Regions from separate parts of the Salmo salar genome. Here region 2 is linked to region 1. The links are chromatin contacts, called in public Hi-C maps. All regions are on one chromosome and are shown on one strand. The core of a region is the stretch at or near the end of the contact, and the rest is flanking DNA. Distances in the headings are between cores, read along the strand shown.

Region 1 (3,075 bases), core at 451-2,950:
ACATGTATGTGTAGATAGTACATTTTTGGTTTATGTTTTTAATATCATGAACTGTTTCTGCATATTGGTTATTGATTTGGACACTTTAAAACTGTGTTTTTACATTGGGCTATTTATCAATTCGCTAATTAAACTCAACTATAACGTTAGTGTGGGCAGACTGGAGCTCTGACAACACAACTTCATTTTTATCAAAAACTACTGATTTCAGCACCCAAAGAACAGCCCACAATTACACAGAACAAAGCCGTGTGTAACTGTAACAGTGTAGGTTCCGTCCCTCTCTTCGCCCCAACCCGGGCTCGAACCAGGGACCCTTGCACACATCAACAACTGACACCCCACGAAGCATCGTTACCCATCACGCCACAAAAGCCGCGGCCCTTGCAACGCAAGGGGAAACCCTACTTCAAGTCTCAGAGCGAGTGACGTCACTGATTGAAACGCTATTAGCGCGCACCACCGCTAACTAACTAGCCATTTCACATCGGTTACAACTGCAGGCTATTATTTGGGTGCTTTAATAAGTCATTTTTGAAAGAAACTTTATGAATGTCTTGTCAACAGGGAGAACCGATAACATCCCTTTCAATTTAAGATTAATTAAACTTCCAATATTCATTCCCAATGCTATTGTACTTATTCGGGTAAAAACTGCTGAATGACTCCAAAAACGTGCTGTGATTCATTTATTTTGATACCAGAAATCACAAAAACGGGTTTGCCTTGCATAAACAGAGTCCCTTTGGACGGTAAAATGTAACGACTCAATCCCGCCATCTCCCGGCCTTTGTATCACTGTACCAATGATGTAATCCTGACAGAACACCACATGAGGTTATGATATAACTGCTAACGACTCAATGCGCTATGGTTATAAATAATGTGCCATGTTATCATAAATCGAATACATGTCAATATTCGCCATCCTGGCTGAAAATGCTTACCAAATTACCTCGCTAGGTTCGAATGAATGATGGGTCCTATATTGTAGCCAAAAATTTCCGTTGTGCTACGCGAGACGTGCACAGTACCCGCAAACAGCCCGATTGTAGTCTCGTAGTGGACCATTTGACTGCAGCCGACGCAGCCTTCTAACTGGACTGTAGCCTAATTATCGATAGATTAAACACACACACACACACACACACACACACAACCTGAATCCAACGCAAAACGTCTAGACTGATAGCCTTGGTTAAATGATTTAGATTTCTACTTCAATGCTGGGTTCCCGTCTACGGTTTCCATCGGCAACCGGCACATTGAAACCACGTCAAATTCGCTATTTACCAACAGACACATCAGGAACAGCCTAGAAGACGTCGGAGAAAAGCTAAATGGGCCCAATAAGGAGAACGAAAATATTGAAATATTGACTACAATGTTTCCACTTACCGATAGCTATGAAGACAAGGCTACCGCTGATATCCCTTAAACGCTGCTAGAGTTATCAAACGCCTACCCTTGTTGAAAACCTTCGATTCCTTCCCCAGGCAGGTTCAACCGACTGCAATCTCTAAAGATATGCCTCAAATTCTCGTTATGTGACTCTTTCACCGACATGTGTAAAATGCTGCAATGTTACGGTAACCCGCGATGGAAGATGAGCATGAACTAATTTTATAATTCCTATTTGCGTTGTGTTCACCAGCCACTCATGGTCACCTTCTTCTTCATCTTTGGAATTGGGTTGGTGGATCGCATCCAACTTTAAAGTCCATACACCGCCACCTACTGTACTGAAGTGTGAGACCAGTCACGGCCTACCTACATTAAATTATCTTAATTATTCCGGTTCCTAAATAATAATAATAATAATAATTCCACCAATTAACCCTACACCTATATATCACAATTTCATAAAAAATGTAAATCACCACCCCATTAACTCTTTTGCATTAAGATCTTGTATACCCAGGTACTTCTCTTCAACTGCCACCTATACTCATTAAAAACCCACTCCCCCATTCCACTACTTTGACCCCATCTGCTCCTGCACTATGTCAACATACTGGGATGACGGGACACCATCCCTCAACACACCCTGTAATTCTTCTGAATTCAAATCTCGTATACTTCTATGCAGCTTCCACCACAACACATTTTCTGCGATTTTACATTCCATTTCTGCAGTACAGTTGATAACCATTGCTATGAAGGCTAAGAAGCCAACCTTACTCAAACATAAATCACTCATTGTCCTATCCCTCTGTGCTGGTAAAAAAAAAACTACTCACTGGGATCCTCTCAGGATCCCTCACCCTTGACCCATCCTCCTCTACTTTTTTCACTGCCTCAACATACAACACTTTCTGCACAACTCTGACTCTGGCCACTTAAACCTGCCCCTCTCGTCATTGTCAACGGGAGATGACGCTTAAAATGACTATAGGCTTTCTCCTTAATGATGCAATCCGCGCTATCTGGGATCCTTGGGACGTCCCTACCCCATTGAAGTTTACATCTTAAATGCTAGGGGTTAGGGTATGGACATCCCAAGGATCACAGATAGCACTGAACATCATGCAAGCAACTGGGCAAGTTTGTTTTGAATGGTCTGGTGCCGAGGGTGGATTAAGATTTCCCTCAAGGACAAATGGAATGGTCTCAAATGGAGAACGGTGTGATTGCTACCCACCATTCGGGGCCCGCAACTCACATGCCTTCCTGCATGCGTTCACACACATGCAGAGACCACTTGCCGCGTTCACATTCTAGTTAGAACTAGAAGACTGAAATTTCCGACTTGCTGAAAGCGGCACGTGTATAACTACAACCAGTTAGCATGTCGGAAATGTTTGAGTTTACTAGTTCCGACTAGCACGTGAACGCGGCAACTCTCACCATTGAAGGTAGTTGAGCCCATGGCTGTGTTCGAGAGCATCAAAACCGGGATGAGTCATGGGTAAATTGTGACTGACTGATCTACAGATAATATTGAGTAGTTTTTAGGATGCAAGGTGATTTATAGATCAGTCAGTTGACTTGTCTTTAAACTCAACTGCAATGTCGAATGAGCCGTGCGTCTTGTGCACTTTGTTTGCGAGTGTTTATTGTTATAATCATTCCAAA
Region 2 (3,228 bases), core at 523-3,022, 280 kb before region 1:
GCAGAGTTCATTCAGTTTCTTCTACAGGCTACTCTCGTCGTGGGCCATCTCGTCGTGGGCCAATCTGACAGAAACTTCTAGGTGGCACATTAACCCACTCTTTCAGTTCACCCATATTAGCCTGGTTGAGCAAGAGCCAGCAGCCAGTCAGTCCTCCTAACAAAGACTGATCTTAGCTCATATAGACAATATTGTTCATGTTATTTGAGGTAGCCTACTGATTGGCACACTGATTACACATGACTGAATGTCAATGAAGATGTATGAAAGTGGCTCACTGACATAATTCCTATAGTTTTTCAGAAATGAATACATTATTTTATTTTGTTTTTTAAAAATTAGGGTAGATTTGTATTGCAAAAATCCACTTTGTAGTCTGGACTAATTGTATCAGATGCAACTCCGGCTGCACATACTCCTTGTTCTAGTACGCAGTGCATTCCCCAGAGAGTAAATGGTGAAGCAAGAGAAGTAACTGGGCCCAAAAATCTGTCTTCTCCAGCAGGGGGCTTTCTTTTCCGCTCACCGAGCGAGTTTTTGTATGGAGGTCAATGAGAGAGTTGAATTTGGAGAAGAAAAAAAACATGTAATGGTTTATTTGCTACGTGTGGCTCATTTGATCGAACTGAAGTTTCATAATGATTAGGTTGTTACGAGTGTACTGATATAAGTAGGAGACGTGACATCCTGGCAACTTTAAGGAAAAAACACTTTATATAGATAGGAGTTGTGCTTGGTCTTCACTAGTTACCACAGCCACAAAGTCATAAACCCAGTTTATATCTACAATGTATCTTCTTAAAATGTGATTTTAAATCTAACCGTAACCACACTGCTAACCCTATGCCTAACCCTAACCTTGAAGTAGAAGCAAAAAGCAAATTTGGGTTTTCATGATTTTTTCCCCCAATTTAGCATTATCTTTACTTTGTGGCTGTGGTAATTAGTGGAAACCCTTGTCCACGCGTATCTGCCCTCTTATTGGCTAGAACCGTCCCACCTGATCTTTTCTTCTCCCGACTGCCTTCCATCTTTGAAGACGTTTCTTTACATTGTTCAGGCGATACTACAGTATCTGGTCAATGTAATGAATCATCTAATCTGTGATTCCCCACCGAGTTTTGCTCTTCCTTATGTAACTAATGTGAATACTATTGTAGGGTACCCTCTACTTCCATTTTCGCAAGGTTAAACCGTACTATTATTTAGTATTTGAATTAATAGATTCGGCATTATAGTTTGGGCGTTTCGTTTTGTTAGGCGTAAATGCGTGCAAATAATCTATGGTGCGTTCCAGGACTGGCTGGTGAATTGCTTTGAAATGTCCAACGTAGCCATAAACTCATTCCCATATCATAAAACGGAAGATGCCTTATTATTAATATCATTATTGCTGGTGCTAAGAACCAGACGAGACACCCGGCATTTGTGAGAACACACGTGTAAATTTGTACCCAGCCCGCCTCCATTTTCTTGGAATTCCATAATGCGCATGGAGAGTAGATCCATCCGCGTCTCCAGACGGTATAGACCTTTCCTTAAACACGTTCTGCGGTGTGTGTTTTGTCCCCGTATTTTCCGAGCAGATGCATACGTATTTATACCAAATGAACATTATAAAGGCAGTAGAATATTTAAAATCTAATGTCCCATATTGATTGTTACGTTTTGGCGCGATTTTGGGCTGTGGAAGGATACTGCTGTGCTGTGGTAGTATATAGTGAAATCTGTCTCGCCGCCACACCCACCCACAGATCGATCTGGTATAGTGCGTGAGGTATGGTAGCTAGATTAAAACGCAGTGGACCTTCAGTACTTTCAGATACAGCAGAATAATTACATTAGTTTATCTCTGTTTAAATTTCGTTGGAATTTAACAACTCACGAAAAAAGGCGTCTTCTTCCTTTTCTCACCCCCTGAAAGAATAAAGGTAAGAGTTTATATTTACAGGGTCAGAGTTTATTTCACATGGGTTTTTTTTCACGTGTTTTTTCCCACATGCCGGTAATTTAGGTGGGTTTCTTTCGTAGTTTGTCTAACTAGCTCGCTATCAGACGTTTAAAACACTTCTATTTCAAAATAGATTACAGAATGCACGAAAGGGTCATTTATTATGCATGAGTGATTTTTAGCTTCAATTCTTTATTTTGGCAAACATTTTTAATGTGCAACTGTCGATGCATGCTAGGCTAGTTTGTATTTTTTTTGTAAATTCAGATTAACGGGTGGGTATAATTTGTGGAACATTCCAACAGAAATCTGTTCCAGAAACTTCGTAAATAACAAGGTTGCCAACAACGCATACAAAGTTAGGGAGTGGGCTATTTCATTAAGTTTGTCATTCATCACGTTTATTACGAAAAATGTCTGTCTTCACTCTGGTAGCCTATGGACAAACATTAAGAATAAACTACGTGGTGAGTTGATTCCTATTCGGCGGCTAGTTAGCTAGGTGAATTGATCATGCTACTTTGTATGCGTTGTTTCTTAGCAACCTTGTACTTTACGACGTTTTTGGAACATATTCTGTTGGAACGTTCCACAAATTATACCCACCCCAGCTTAACTAATCAAATGAAATGTCCAGGTTGAACGCCCATATGTAACGTTAGCCTAGTTTTGCCATAGTTATTCTCTGTTCTGCTAGCCTACTGCTTGTTTATAGTAACTGCACCACTTTAGCCCTTTAAAACGTCTACTGGTATTTTAGCCACGCTTTACGATTGAGTTCAGCGGCGACAAGTGTGGGCGTGCTGGTTCGCCGTAGTTTTTCAGCACCAATCTCCGGTGTTTAAATGTTCGACTAAACGTCAGCTATTAAGCTAACTGTGGTAGATGCATTGTAGTTGATTGATATACATGTACCTGTGATATTTCTGAAATGTTATTGTTAAATACTACCCAATTTAAACATTTGTCCCCCAATCCCCCTTTCCCAACAAATTGTGCATTCCTGTATTATAGCCAGCCTACTTATAATAAAATGTTAATTTTATTCTGCTGAGCCATTTAATTTGTTCATATTCATATCTTTAATCATTTTTTATTGTTGAATTGTCGAGAAAGAAACGAAAAGTAGCATTTCGTTTGACGTGTATATCCCGTACATACGACTAGCACAACCAGAAAATGTGAATCTGAATGGGAGAGATGTTGAACTTTCCTTGAGGAAAATGTTAATTTGGAGACTGAGCTCCCCAGCTGTTTAAATTATGTCATGGGGATAA

The links. A called contact is a pair of places that touch in the nucleus more often than the background predicts.
Region 2: a contact with region 1 is called in a Hi-C map of gill, with 3 times the contacts expected there. The contact joins the promoter of mych here to the promoter of osgn1 in region 1. A contact is called at or near these places in 3 of 3 Hi-C or Micro-C datasets (blood, gill and muscle).

Annotation. Positions count from the first base shown.
Region 1 is chrssa12:41,902,361-41,905,435 of Ssal_v3.1, reverse strand. It overlaps osgn1 (oxidative stress induced growth inhibitor 1), which reads right to left and starts at 1,700. Exons shown (of 6, transcript XM_014131667.2): 1 at 1,399-1,700.
Region 2 is chrssa12:42,179,794-42,183,021 of Ssal_v3.1, reverse strand. mych (myelocytomatosis oncogene homolog) reads left to right here and starts at 1,772. Exons shown (of 3, transcript NM_001173631.1): 1 at 1,772-1,931.